2 separate regions of the Arabidopsis thaliana genome follow, and region 2 is linked to region 1. The links are chromatin contacts, called in public capture Hi-C maps. All regions are on one chromosome and are shown on one strand. The core of a region is the stretch at or near the end of the contact, and the rest is flanking DNA. Distances in the headings are between cores, read along the strand shown. Region 1 holds the start of CID4 (CTC-interacting domain 4). Region 2 holds the start of ASIL2 (sequence-specific DNA binding transcription factor).

The links. Capture Hi-C pulls out chosen DNA fragments and counts their contacts.
Region 2: a contact with region 1 is called in a capture Hi-C map of seedling, with 1.6 times the contacts expected there. The contact joins the promoter of ASIL2 here to the promoter of CID4 in region 1. A contact is called at or near these places in 2 of 26 Hi-C or Micro-C datasets (rosette leaf and vegetative nucleus) and 1 of 3 other capture datasets (seedling).

Annotation. Positions count from the first base shown.
Region 1 is chr3:4,630,530-4,637,711 of TAIR10.1, forward strand. It overlaps CID4 (CTC-interacting domain 4), which reads left to right and starts at 5,534. Exons shown (of 15, transcript NM_112255.4): 1 at 5,534-6,082; 2 at 6,614-6,731; 3 at 6,806-6,961; 4 at 7,059-7,182. The coding sequence starts at 6,635. AT3G13990 (dentin sialophosphoprotein, putative (DUF1296)) reads right to left here and starts at 84. Exons shown (of 10, transcript NM_112253.4): 1 at 1-84. ATBRXL2 (DZC (Disease resistance/zinc finger/chromosome condensation-like region) domain containing protein) reads right to left here and starts at 3,552. Exons shown (of 6, transcript NM_202580.2): 1 at 2,952-3,552; 2 at 2,687-2,857; 3 at 2,112-2,491; 4 at 1,292-1,427; 5 at 803-1,194; 6 at 336-719. The coding sequence starts at 2,824. The coding sequence ends at 641.
Region 2 is chr3:4,707,567-4,715,382 of TAIR10.1, forward strand. ASIL2 (sequence-specific DNA binding transcription factor) reads right to left here and starts at 1,610. Exons shown (of 1, transcript NM_112274.4): 1 at 1-1,610. The coding sequence starts at 1,055. AT3G14190 reads left to right here and starts at 2,917. Exons shown (of 5, transcript NM_112275.3): 1 at 2,917-3,048; 2 at 3,331-3,407; 3 at 3,492-3,767; 4 at 3,854-3,897; 5 at 4,030-5,003. The coding sequence starts at 3,341. The coding sequence ends at 4,224. AT3G14200 (Chaperone DnaJ-domain superfamily protein) reads right to left here and starts at 7,132. Exons shown (of 6, transcript NM_112276.4): 1 at 6,685-7,132; 2 at 6,330-6,414; 3 at 6,108-6,181; 4 at 5,860-5,916; 5 at 5,539-5,775; 6 at 5,008-5,443. The coding sequence starts at 6,795. The coding sequence ends at 5,315. It also overlaps AT3G14185.

The DNA.
Region 1 (7,182 bases), core at 4,284-6,783:
ACTAGGGTTTCGAGTACAGAGAAGAGGGAACGGCTTTAAGAGAACAAAAAAAAAAAAGAAGTTAGGATTTATTCTCACGCGTCGAAAAAATTGGTTCCAAATTCACTAATTGGATAAACCTAATTGACTATTTTACCCTTAATATAACTCAATAGAAAGATTAGTCAAAGGAGAAGTGAGAAATGGAAATTTCTAAGGAGATACAAGTTAGCTGGCAATTTAACTGGTTTTTACTTTATACATTTCTTATTCAGAACATTTAAGTACATGCCATAATTATTAGCACCAATCATGGTCAATATAATTAGAGAAAAAGTAATAAAGTGCACAAAGTGTAATTTTCAAATCCAATAATATGAATTTTCTTAGTATTAAACTATATACAGTACATTACCTTAAGAAAATAACACCAAGAAAATCCAGTAAAACTAATACCTCCTCTTTATAGATAGATGTAGATGAGAAAGAAGAGAAAGAGATGTACTAACAACCACCAACTAAAAAGCACATTCATTATCTGAATCCCAAGTTATTTCCATCACTCTGTAGCTTTTTTCCAAGTAAAACATATAAAAGAAAAGTGTTTTGTTTTGGTGTGTGTCAGATTCTTCTCTAGAGAGCCTTCGACCGTCATCGGTCATCACAAGTATTGTTGTTGTATCCGAGCTCTGTTCTGCTCCCACCACAATCTTGCATTCGTTTCCCCAAACTTCTCTCGGCTACAACCACAAAGACAATGTTGTTAAAGTGCTTGCTTTTGAAAGGGTTTTACTAAGGAACAGAGAAAGTAATGTATCTTTACCTGAAGCGAACACGCCTAAGCTCGCGAGTCCCATCTGGTAAAGCTCTGATTGTGATGTAAACACCTGCTTCGTCCTGTTCCACCCATTCTGTTTCAATGTCACTTGCATTACTTACAGATAGCTCCTCCCCTGAATGATCTGCTTCTTCTTCTTCCCTTGAGAAGCTACTTCTTGCAGACTCATCAACAGATGATGTCTCGGTTTTTGTCCCACTTATGCTAGAGAGTTTTGGTGTTGTAGCAAGACCAGATGAATCATGGTGTCGACTTTGTGTTTGGGTTGTTGGTTGGTGAGCGAGTGAGCCAGAAGAAGCGTAGCCTTTTCCTCGAGAGCATTCTTTGTTCAGAGGTGGAGTTGCAGGACCATTCTTGGTAGACTGAATTCGCGAGCTCTGGTATACCAAATTAAAACTAGTTAGACCTCAAAGTATCAAAGACAGGTTTTGATGAGTAGATTCATGTGTTCAGAAGTGAAGAGGGTGCATATACCCCATCTTCAGATCTAGGAGGAGTTGGAAGTGGGACGCTCTGCTGATTGAACTGCTGTACATTGTATAATTCCATGACCTTGTCGAAATTCTCCGCCCACCACTTTTGAGCTTGCCATTTATCGAACATTTCACGGCTGCAAGTAATACAAATTTGAAGAAATCAACAAATTAGGAGCTGACTTAACCATATACAATACAGAACCAAAGAGCTACCAGGTTAACAGTCTTAGGTTCACAAAACTCAAGGGATCTGCAGTAAATTGTCAAAACTAGAATCTAGAAATATCAATCCTAGGGAGCTGAAGTGTTCCTCTTGCCATGAAGAAAGTTAGTTAGATCATCTTGCTCTCATTATATGTTCCACATACAAAAAGAACTTTACGAAATTCACAAACACTTCCCCACACAATTGTCCTTGGGGAATTCATTTAAGTTCTCCATCGGATTCAACTACCGAAATATAACCCACATCTCAAAGACCTTTCTTGGCAAAAAGGATGTACAAGTTCTCATAATTATAAGAAATGGTTTGGGACCACTTCAATCGATTCAAGAAAAATGAAAGCAGCAACAGTTTCCAACACAGAAATCTCACATAATAATATCCTAAATATCAACTGTACTCTCACATTGCTTGTCTCCAAGAACCACACATCTCTACTTCCAAAATCAAATTAAACAATTTCAAAACAGTATGGATTAGTTCATTTGAGTATCATCTTCAATATTCCTGATTGGAAACATATTGTACCATCTTGATTAAGTCCAATATCCAAACTTTTACTTAGTGTAAATCCTACAAAACAGTTAAAAATTACCTGAACCGAATCCGCTTCATATCATTCCCTCCCTCAGGCAATGATACAAATGTGATGAGGACACCAGGCTCCACTTGAGCAACCCATTCCTTGAGCTCATCTTCTTCCTCCATGAACACTGTAGACTCTGTCCTACCACTCATGGATTCAGGTGTTCCTTCTCCACTCAAAAAACCTTTCAACCTTGACTCCATTTCCTTCCCCAAAATCTTCGGTGTTGAGCTTCCACTCCCCGCTCTCTTGTACGCATAACGAAACCTCCCAGAATTCGAAGCAACATCCGAATCAGCGTAGCTTCGGTTCTTATTCTGATTAGACGACCCAGAACACGGTTTGCAGCTTTTGTAAGCACCTGATGCTTTTACTGCCATGTCTTTAATCTGAAGATTCACATACAAGAATCACATGTTATTCACAAAATTAAATACACAGTGAAAAACATTCTGAAAGTCACGGACTTAAATTGATTTGTTCTTAGCTTCCAAACAGAAACCAACAAGAGCAAAAAATGGTCCTTTTCTCATTTGTGTTTTTTTTTCGTGAAAGTGACACAGAGGAAGAATGTTTATCTCTACCTGTGACGTCAGGGACTTAATCTGCTTAGACCTGGGTGTTTCAATAACTCTGTCTTCTTCTTCTTCATCCTCTTCTTGTTTCTTAGATCCACCATTGTTGGTGTTTAGCTGCTTCGTACAAGCTATGCATGTCAGCATCTCTATCACTCACTAAAGAGTTTCAATTTCGACCTGAGAATTTAGAAGAATGAAACCCAAGTCACTTCCTCCACCAAAAATAATCAAATCTAAGAAATGAGAACCCAAAAAGGCTCATAATTTGTACCTTTTTTTGCAACAGTAGTTACGCACTTCAACTTCTACCTTCCAATATATAAACTCAACACTCACTAAAGTCGATTGCTTTTCTCTCAACCACAGAGATTCAGATGTAAAACCCCACCGGTGAAATGACGGCGAAGGGAAGGAGGAGACCGTTGCGGCAGGGGAAAATTAGGGTACCAGGATCTGTAGATCAGACCTAGAAACGACTTCGCATTAAAGACTCTTCTTTTTTTTTAAACTCTCTGGGTCGGTTTACTTGTGGCTTGAAAGCTCTTATCAGAGAGATTGAGTGAGATACACTCTTAAATCTCAACACTTTATGAAATCCAAAGCCGAATGCAGAAGCAAAATGCAAAAAAGCTACGAATTTTTGGGGAGAGATAGAGAGAGAGAAGAGCTTTGATATTTGGGCTTTGAGATCGTCGGACACTGTGAAAGTTTGCGCACAAGTGTGGTGTTGTGTTCCTCCTCCTTCCTAATTCCTATATTAAACAAAAAAGCTCTACTCTTTTCTTTTTCTTCAGAGAAAAAAAAACAGTAATGGCTATTTTCAGATTCGTCTTTAAGTTTGATACTTATGGATTATTATGACCAAAACCAAAAAAAAACAAAAACGTAACACAGTTTTTACTAACATAGATTAACCAATTGAATAGTTCTACAGCTTTATTGCTATTTTTTAATATCCGCATTTTGTCAACTTTTGATTTATTATTTATATTAAATTACTTAGTTTTGAATCGTCTTGTATTTCATTTGCTAACATAACTAGTAGTATATTCTTCAATTTTACTGCTTTGAGAGTGAAGAAATCGGACCAAGAAAATTTCAAATGTTATTCTCTTCTTTATTTCCTAGTTTTTTTTCTTTATTCTCTTTTCCCTTTTCTTGCTTTTTTTTAAAAAAAAGAACAAATAAAACTATTTTCATAGAAATAATGAAGCCGTGCAAAATATCCATGGTGTGGCCACATATTGACACGTGCATTTTTAAATGATTTTGGCTGTCTAATTTTGCACCCAAATAAAGGAAAAGAAAAAGGAAACCAAATAACTAATCCATTTTGTTATCTGTCAATTTTCTCAATAACGAGTATTTCATAATTTAAGACAGTGACTCTGGGAAATGTGACAGAATGTTACTAGTTGGTAATTACTCCTAATTTATTCAAACATTTAGAGGCAACTAGTCGTTTAAATTATTTTAAATCAACTGCATTCAAATATGAATGCAAAAACCTAAAAAGGAATATTTACGAGTCTATATAATGTCAGATTTGGTCACAGGAGCGCCGTGAAGCAACGGGCGAGAATTAACTACACTCTGTGGAGTTTCTTACCATACACTATTTTACAATTCGTAGTTAATGTTTTTAGTTTTTTTTTTGGCTTGCTTTCTCTATTTTTTTCACTAATACAGCTGAAACATTTTTTTAAATTAGGACAAAAGAAAACAGTTTTTATAGCAATGAATGATCAGATCCGATACTGCAAAATATAAATTAATTTAATTTTTACCATACCACGTGAATGATCTGTGTTTTCTTGTTTGATATTGTTCTTTCTCTTTCCATTTTAATGTTAGCTCGTATCTTATAGCTATAACTATGACCTATCCGTTACAAATAATACTTTATGATGATCTCTCTTTCACCCCATGTTAAATTGAACATAATACTCGTATAGTCTTAAGATTTCTGTCTTATCTTTTTCAAGTGTATGTTCCAACCAGGTATCGTGGTCTGGTGGTAAAGGAACCTCGACTGAGACGTCCGACACCCGGATTCGATTTCTGGTCACCAGAGAATTAACATGCGGATTTGCTCTAGCGCCTCAGACCACCAGTTCCAGGGAGCCATTAAGTAGATGTTTAAAAATTCCTGGTCGCGGGCTTAAACCCAGTGGACTAGTCAGATCACTGTGTGGTCTGGACACTAAGTTGTCAAAAAAAAAAAAAAAAAGTGTATGTTCCATTGCTAATTAGAGAGGTACAACTTTGAAAAGTGTAATGTTTCATACATGTAACTCTTATACTTTTTATTGGCCACACCAGTTTTTTTGTATTTCATCATTTTAATAATATTTCAGAATTCTCCAACTAATCCATGTTTAAGTAATTTTGGAGTATTTTTCTAGTGATGCTTTTCTGATTATATATTTAATTTGATCAATTATGATCATTAGTATTTATGCCTAGCTTTATGGTGACAAATAGCATATTGCACCTTAGAAACTGAAAAAAGGTATAAAGTGATTTTATCAAAAATAAAAACAAGTGATGATGAGACATGCAAATGAAGCATGTAATATTTAGATTCAAGCTTGTTATTATTAAATAATCATTTAAACTTTATAGAGTTGTTTTTCCAACTAAGCCTATTAATGCTTTTTCCCCCAACCTTTTCTGTCTCCTTCAAGGCTTAAGCACTTTCATTATAACCCATTTTGAAAGTCAAGTTAACATTATCCCCATCATTAAGCAAACCATACCCTTTTAAAAGTTCATTTCGAATTTGAAGTATCCTTTGCTTCAGGTTACTTGCTTTTACAAAAACTCTTTATTCTTGCTGATTTCTTTCCACAAATGAAATAAAGGTAAATTACAATCGAAGGCTTGATCCTTTATGTTTTATGTGTGTTAAAAGATTTAGAAGTTCTTAATGGCTAAGGTAAAATGATCGATCAAAGAAAAGAAAGAAAAGACAGAAAAAGAAAACATAAAAGCTTGACATTCAAAAGTTGAGGCCTATAAAGTTTCTCAAACTCAGTTTATAGCCCATGTTGAGCCCATTAAGGCCCAAATATAGTTGTACCATGCACTTGCCCGTAGGTGATTGGTACTCTACACAACGATCTGTTTCGTGTAGCTAGCTGTTCTTTCCTTTCATGATTTTGCTTCCTGCGGAAAATCAAAGAGTTAGCTCAGCTCCGATCACTCTCTCCGATTATCTTTCGCTCTTTAGATTCATGGTGAATCGTTTACCGTCACTCTCTCCTCGTAAACCCTAGCTCTCTCCGAAACCCTAACTCGCTGCGTTGGAAACTAATCGAGCTCGTCCCTCTCCTTTCGGAAGCATTTCTTTAATCGGTGTTGCAGAGGCGTTTTGGTTTCTGATCGGGTTAGCTTTCTGAGGTAAATATCCTCTTCTTCGATTCTTATATCTGGATTTTTAGTTTATCTTCATTGCTTCTTTATTCTTCCGCGTTATTGGGAATTTGATGATTTAGGGTTTGTTTTACTGGAATACCTAGCTCTAGCTCGAATACGTTGGAGATCCTATTTCATGATTGCAGATGATTGTATCTTTGATTCACTGTTATGCCTTCCTTTTTTTGCGTCTGTTTGTGCTGAAAACTCTTTGATTTTGTTTCCATTTCTTAATTGTTTGTGCTGCGGATTAATGGTTGAAATCAACACTATCTTTCTTTCTTTCATCCACAACGTTTTCTAGACTAATCGGCATGTTTGATGAATGAAGCCAAGCAAGTGTTGTTTTATGTTTATTTTTCTGTAATGGCGATGCGAGGCTGTTCACTGATTGTATTTTGCTGTTAGATAGTAATCATCGGTTTCAATGGTAACCTTCTATTTATAGTTTCTGCGTCAGTTGAGCAATTACGAATGTCATGGGTTTCAATAACTGTTTTTTTTTACCCTTGTTAGTTAGAACAGTCTAAGGCTGCAATGAGTATTCCTCAGTCGAAATCTTCATCAAATGGATTTCCACTCAAAAGAGGTGAAACAGAGGAAGTTTTACATAAGACAAATACATCAAATACAGGTTAGCTGTTGATATTCTGTGATTTATGTGCAACGTCATATTCTGAGTCCTCATGCATGTTGATATGTATTCAGTATTCAATGGGGAAGCTGGAAGCTTGAAGAGGCTTTCACTTGATCGGTTAGTGTACTTCACAACATGTAAGATCGGGCATCATGTGGAAGTGCATCTAAGGAATGGATCAGTGTATACCGGTATATTTCATGCTGCCAATGTAGAGAAGGATTTTGGTGAGGCTCTGAATCAGAATTTTTTTCCTTATAGAGCTGCACATACAAATTCACACTACTTTTTCTTGCAATGTATAAAATTGCTTGAAACTTCCAGGAATCATTCTAAAGATGGCATGCTTGATTAAAGACGGTACTTTACGAGGACATAAATCCCGTTCCGAATTTGTCAGGAAGCCGCCTTCCAAGACATTCATTATTCCGGCAGATGAACTTGTGCA
Region 2 (7,816 bases), core at 360-2,859, 73 kb after region 1:
TCCCTCCATTTGTTCCCCACTCCATCACCATCTTGCTTCTTCTTCTCCTCCGTCTTCATCCTCTTCGACAGAGGAGGAGGTGGTAAACTGTCACCGGAATCATCTGACATTGCTGCTTCAGATTCCGAGTCTGAATCAGAAGCGTTCCTCTTCCTGAAACGCCAGCGTTTCGACTCACTACACCTTTTCACCATCATCCCTTGCTGCTGTTGCTGTGGCAGTGTCCTACCTTGCTGTGGCAGAGTCCTCCCTTGCTGTCCAAACGGAGCTGAACGGCTACTCATCGGAATTCCCATAGGTACATTGACAGATCCTCCTCCGCCTCCTCCACCACTGCCACCGAAAGAAGCAGCTGAGACTCTAGCCGTAGCTCCAATTAACCGGTCAAGATTATTGAAAGGCGGTGTTGCAGCCTTAGCTTGCTGATGGTACAGATTCGAACGACTTCCCATTGGAATACCCATAGGAATCTTATGCAATCCTCCGACAGGACCGCTGACTCCAGAAGTTGCCGTCGGGATCTTCGCCGTTGATCCAATCAGACGGTCAAGCTTGTCGAAGAACACCCATCTGCTACGGCCACCGCCGTTAGCGATTCTCACCTTCTCTTGTTTATACTTCTTCTTCACCGTATCGATCCTATTCTTACACTGTATATCAGTTTTGGGAATTTTACCGTAATCCTCTCTGCTGCTCACAATCTCAGCCACCTCTTTCCAGTGCTTCTGCTTCAGATTCCCTCTGCTAAGCTCCAAGTATCTCTCACCCCACGCATCAATCAACACAGCCGTAGCTGCTTCGCTCCAACAATCCTCCCTCCCGCCGCCGCCGGTTGGTCTCCCACTGCTGTTATTCCCTCCACCGCTGGCCTGAATCGGAAGCAGCGCCAGAGCCAACGCATCCGGATCCTTCTGCGACGAATTACCCGGAGGAGTCAGAGAATAAGAAGGCGGACCTGCCGAAGCCACCGTAACCGTGATTCGTCCCGCCGGCGGGGAGGAAGACGGATCAGGTGAATCGGAACCCTGAGATCGGATGTCTTCATCGTCCTCCATGGAATTCGATATCGCCGGATCTGAGTCAGAAGCTCGTGAAAGAGGGAGATAGGGTTAGGGTTTGGGTTAATATTCTGTTCGGGAGGGGTAAACGGGAAGGAGACGGCGTCGGTGAGTAGAGGGGACACGTGGAAGGACGTGAGAAGATACGGGGAGATGACGTGGAATGACGTGATTGGTAGGTCAGAGGTAAGATTCCGTCACCGGTAAAGTTGCCGGCTCGGTTTAGGGGTAAAAGATGGGTTTGTATCGTAATTTCCCCATTTCTTCGTAATCCGATGAGGAAGTGTATTGACGGAAAAGCCCATCTAGTTTTACTATAATTACCGGAACTATCCCCGTGAACCATTTTTCCGGTGATGTACCGAAATTACCCTTAGCCTAACCGTCAGTTTCAATATCGGTCGTAGACTTTTTTTAGTCCGTCGATAGTTTCCAGTTGTCTTCCTTCGTTGTCTTGCTTCATTCGTTAAATCGATTCGAATTAGTCTCTCTTTTAACAATAAGAACGGTGACGTGGATGTTATTTACTTTGGGCATGGGTTTTTATTGGGCTTTCCATACGCTACGTTAGCATGTTATCACTTAGTATCATTTTTTCTTTTCACCATTGTCAAAGATACAACTTTAAACATTCCAGAAATACTATGTTTCAAAAAGACCTTATATAATCTTCGTGAATTGTGAAACAAACAGAAATTTAATATTTCTCAAATCTCAAAACACCAAAAGCGACCATTATGTTATGTACACAGCAAATATATATATACAAAGAAAAGTAGTTTGGGATACTTCTTCTTCTCGTAGAAATACCTTGTAATATTTTTCAACGGTCCAATGCGTTTAGCACAATCCTGCAGTATTACCGGACGTTAATTAGATATGGTGGTACTAATGAAAGCGATAATGCGTTGGATAAAATGAAGTATAGTTTGAGAGGAAAGAAAAGAGAGGGAGATCAAACCAATCGCAAGCATTGAGACTTGTAGCATGTGTTTCACTTGGTGTTCCAGCTGCATACAAATGATTTTGGTAATCATTAATTTACAAATCCATAATACTCTCAAGCTAATAATGATTATGGATGTCAAAATAAAAAAAAAAAATAATAAAAAAAAGCTTATAATGACTATGAACATATGTATCACCTTGCAAAGTCTTTAATTTACATGAATATATAGGGTTTTAACTGCTCATAACACAAGCATAGAAGATAAAAAAAAAGTGGATCAGAAAGGATTTTTAAAAAAGGTAACATAAGAGTCAAAGGGGAAACGGGGTTGCTTGAACGGTCAGGAGAATTCGGGACACGTTTCAGATCCACCATCAACTTCCGGTTGGCACTTTCACCGGATATGTGGTTTCTCAACTTCCCGAGACCATTTTCCGGCGTTGGACCGGCCAAAGTTTCATCCCACAACTTGTGCGAAAAACCCATATCTCTGATCAAATTATTAGAAGGGTTTTTCTTGTTAATTGTCTCTAATGTGTTTTGAAAAGAGTTTTTTTTTTGTTAAGTCTTCTTTATGTGAGGATAATGGTTTTATATAAGGAACAGGAACGAGAAGCGTTGAATATCCTTGGTTAGACTAATTATATACACTTTACCTATAATTTAACCTTCCAAAATTAAGGAGATTTAATCAAGGATGATGATAAATCTAGCCGATAAGAAGATAACTTAGAGAAGTGTGACATGTTTTGCTTCTATCTTACATGATAGTTTGATGCCGTCAATTTGATTTATGTGATGGGCCTGTACCTGGGCCAATTCTTGATTAGGCCTGCATTAAAATATTCTGCCAACGGCTAGAAACTTTTTCTCTTCTTCTATAAATTTACTTTTTTTGGCCTAATCCCGGAGGTTCTTCATTATTTCGTCAGAACAACATTGAAAAGTTACCGTTAAACACTCTAAGCGCTCTTCTTCATCTTCTTATACACTTCTCTTCCAACAAGAATCTCACCAAGAAACTTCTTCACTTTTACAAAGGTAATCTCTTTCTTCCTTCTGATTTAGGTTCACATTATAGACTGTTCTTCTTGCGATTGTTTGTTCTTCTTTTCGTATGTCGCTACTTGATTCGTTCTGGGTTTCTGGGGTCTGTGGTGTTAAATTTGCTTGAGGATCGAATTGGGTTTTGTGAAAAAAACGATCTTTGTTTCGATTTCGAGTTGGGTTTCTGTTACCTTTTTTAGGGTTTCTAATTGCTTAAAATCGTCAGTTCTGGAATCAAATCTTCGTTTCTGCAATTGGTTCTTTGATGATTCACAGTTAAAACCATATGGCGAACATGAACGCTCTTCAACAAATGATCTTCCCAGACGAGAACGCTCCAATTCATCGCAAAAGTAGTTAATCTTTCTCTACTCTCTTTAAATCATATTGCTTTGAAACAAAGATTTAACATTTTCTTTCTTGGCTATTATTTACAGAGTCTGTCACTGCTGCTTCTGTGAAATCCAAAGGGACTGTACTTGGTCAGAAGAAACCTGGAGGAGCTCGTAAGGCTCTGAATGATATTACAAACAAGTCTGGGATTCATGCGAAAGCTGCTGCTTCTTCAAAGAACAAGCAAATTGCTTCTGCTGCTGTGAAAGAGATTGATATAGCTGGGGAAAGGTTTTTACATGATCACAGCAAATGCATCAAAGAACAGCAAAATCTTTGGGATGATCACTACTCTGCTGATCTCATGCTACTTCATCATGGTATTGTATTTAGATCTTCTAAGCTATGATGTTTAACCAATCTTTGCGAGTAAGCTTGTGCTAAACTTGATCTTTTGTACTTGCAGGTTCCAGCATCAAGGAGAAGCATCTCAATTGGGACATTGAAAAGGTACTGTACTTAAAAAACAATGTCTATCTCTCTGTCTTTGATGGAGATTTTGGTGAGACTGCATCTTTAATCTAGTTTTGGAACTTAAAGTGACACTTTTTATGACTCTATCCTATGTGTTTTTGGTTTCAGATGGATGCTAAGGACGATCTGACTTACGAAGAACCAGAAGAGATGGCATCGCCCAAGTTTTCTGATTGGCTGAAGAACTCGACTCCATGGCGCTCTCCAATCCGTCATGGCTCTATGATGCCTTCCACTCCTCTGGCTTGGCGGTTCGATTCATGCGAATTCACACTTAAAGAAGACTCTGACGACCTCTTCTGAGTTTCTGTTTCTTAATGTCTTCAAAATTCATCCTTCAGATGAAGTAGTAATAGTAGTAGTGGCGTTTATCTTTTGTTCAGCTCTTCATGAATCACTCTGTGTCTATCACTTTGTAACTGGTTTCAGGAAATAAAGTTGGTATCTTTTCAAGTATTTTGACTATTCATCAAATTTGTGCCATATTCAGAATCTGAAGTTTCGATTTACACTGTCATGTTTCAAGCCACAATCCTAAACATCATCAGAATTCACTTTTACAAACATTCATCTCTTCAACTGTGAACTTACATTGCCGTTATCCTTGACACTATTGGTGACTTCTGACTCTTCTCTCACTGTCTCTATCCTCGCGACTGTTCCGTAACACCTCTAATTGAGCTTTAAAGGACTGCATTTTCTGCAACTCAAGCTCCTTCTTCTCCTTCTCCAGCTCCACCACTTGTTTAAGCTTTATACCACCTTTTCATAACTTGCTGCAAATCCAACTATTGCCATTGCCACCTCTCCAAGCTCCATCTCATCCACTTTTACCCGCGGTGGCAGCAATAATGGTAGTTTACTGTCGTCAACTGAGTAAGCAGAAAGTTCAAGTTCAGATTCTAATTCAGTCTCAGAAGCAACTCTTTTCCTGAAATGCCATCGTTTTGGATCACCACTCGTTGTTCAGATTTTGATTCAAGTCTCAGAAGCAATTATTTCTCACTCTCTAATGGTTGGTAAGATAAGAAAGGTTCGACCAAAATGGAACAAAAAATAATGTAAATTTTTATGTAATCAAATGCTGAGACAATCAATAACTAATAAGAATATAGAAGGAACTGTGTTTGATCAACATAAAGCAATTGATTTCATCGATCTCAATGATCTTTAACGATTCTTGCTTTTAGGAGACAACAATTCAATGACAGCACAGGAGAAACAAAAATAAAAATAAGAAGATTCTAGAGAAGGAGGTGGGTAGTTTTACAAAACGACGACCCTTTGAGTTTCGATGTATTCCTCATTGAGAAGACAACAACCACTCATCTTGTCTGCGACTAGTCGACAAATGTGGGGAGATGAGTTAGCAAAAAAATATGGTGTGAAGTGGCTATGAGGTGGGGACTCCATAGTTGTTTGACGACGACGTTTCGTGACCAGCCGATGGAACATTGTTCTTTCTCCTGTTTCTTCTTCCGCCATTGTTTTTCCCTTTCTTGAACTCTTGCTGATGGTCCACCTGCTGATCCACCAACACCAATTCATCATTCATCAAGAAGAGTATTATAAAGTGACTCTGAAAAGGAAGAGTTTGAAGTGGTTTCAGTTCCTTACCCCTAAAGAGAAGGAATGAGCTCTCGGGTCATATCCGAAAGGATCATTATTCATCCCCATCGAACTTGTCGCAAACGAAGATGACCGCTGAGAATTTGTATCGAATACAAAACTACGAGATGAAGTGAAATTTGAAGTGGAGCAGGACGATGATGATGGGAATGCTGCAGCGTCTCCTTGAAACATCTCATTAAACAGATCTTGTAGTTGTTCAAAACTGTCCCCTGTGTTATTATCCTGCAAACCAACATCTCAATCATCAGCAAGTTGCAATCGATGGTTGTGTAATACATTGATGGGAAATTAAAGCAGGCTGCTTACACTAGGCTTGGATTGATTCATCATAGTCGCCATTTCGTTCAAGAAATCTCCCATTCCCTGCAACCATCAACAAATGATTTCCATCAATTACATGGTTGATAGGTTCAGAGTTCAATCAGACAAAATAAGAAGTACGTGGTGTCACACTTGACCCGTTAAAAGCATTGTACTTTAAATGCAATGGAACAAAAGTAACCAAGGCTGGAAAGTGAAAATCTTTATGAAGAAACAAAAAAAGGGAGATTTACGTTTTGGTCATCATCATCATCAGTATTATAAGCACCAACATCATACAGGAACCTCTTGTTGGAGTCAGACAGAACTGTGTGCCCATAAAAAAAAGCTTAATCAGGAACATTAAACAAAATTTGTCAAGGAGCAAGGAAATACTAGAGGATCTGTATCCAATAATCAATTCACATTTGTTCAATGAGAATAATAGAGCAATAGGATGATGTTGATGAAATTACCAGAGTAGGCTTCTTGGATTGCCTGAAATTTCTTCTTTGCTTCTTCTACAAACTCCATTGACGAACAACGATCTGGATGCCATCTCTGAATCCAAAACAAAAAGTTCTCAATCAATTTTCAGTGTCAAAAGGAAAAACTTTACAAGTGCATACAAACCTATCACAGCTAAGGCAAGATCAAAGGAAACACAGAATCAATTGTTCCATCGATGTAACATATAATGCAGCTAACAAATTCAAATCAAATTGGTTATTACATGCAAATACTCCAAATCAGGGAAACAGATACAATCATTGTTCTGTACTTCAATGAACAAAAACGAAATAAACAAATTTCGAAAATAAGGAAACTTACGAGAGCAAGCTTCTTATAAGCAGAACGGAGCTCCGTCTTAGAACATTCCTTCTTCAAACCCAGAACAGCGTACAGATTCTCGTTGATCTTCTCGCTATTACTGGACGCCATCGCTAATTTTCTCCTTCCAGATCAACAAAAAAAAAGAGAAACCCAATTAAAAAAAAACTCGTTTTTCCGACGAGTTTTCACCGCTCAAAAACAGAGCCAACAAACTTGGGATGTTTGGTGTGTGTATAGGTTTGAGTATCGATACTAAAGAGGTTCGAAACGACGTCTTCTTAAGGGCAGAAAAAAAAACCCGGAGAGATTAGGGTTAGATAGGTGTCGATCAAAGAAGAAGAAGTAGAAATTTGGAGAGAAGAAAGGAAAGAACAAACAGGTTTTTTTATATGTTTTTTCTAACTCTGCCTTTCTCTCTCGTACAAAGATGGAATGGAACTCTCCAGAACCTCTCTTACCACTTGTTTAGATCTTTTTAATTGGTCCTACTACTTTCTTTTTTTACTACTAATAATTTATCGTATTCTTCCATTTTCGTCAAACTAATAATAATACTTCTTAGAACAAAAAATATCTATTCAAATAGTACTAATCACTTCATTTTTATTTTCATAAAAAAGACTAATAAATTTTTCAAAGTAAAAATATAAATAATAACTGTTTCTTTTACCCCCAACTTATAAACCTTTTCTTTTTGGGCTTCCACCACATCACCCAAACTTATAACTTACGTATCAGTAAATTTGGTAATTAAAACGTTCATTTAAATGTTTGTTTGTCTCTTTTTTATAATTTTCGTTGGTCAAGAAGTTGAATTTTTTGTTTAATTTTTTGGAACATTGGACGAATAATAGTACAGTCATGAGAGTGCGGCTGAGATTTTTCAGATGTGTCGATGATATTTTTATGCCTCACACTCGCCAGAAGGTTCTAATGAATGTGGCGTTTTCGTAAACTACAATAAACTATGAGGTCTTTGCGTCACCGTCAATTTTTTGGAAACGTGTGCTTTTTAACTTTAAACGCGTCAATCAATATCCACCACGTACGGGACCCTTATACTATAAAAATCAAATCACTAATCACGATTACGAGTGCTTTTGTTCATTTCATTTTTGCCGCCCCCTCC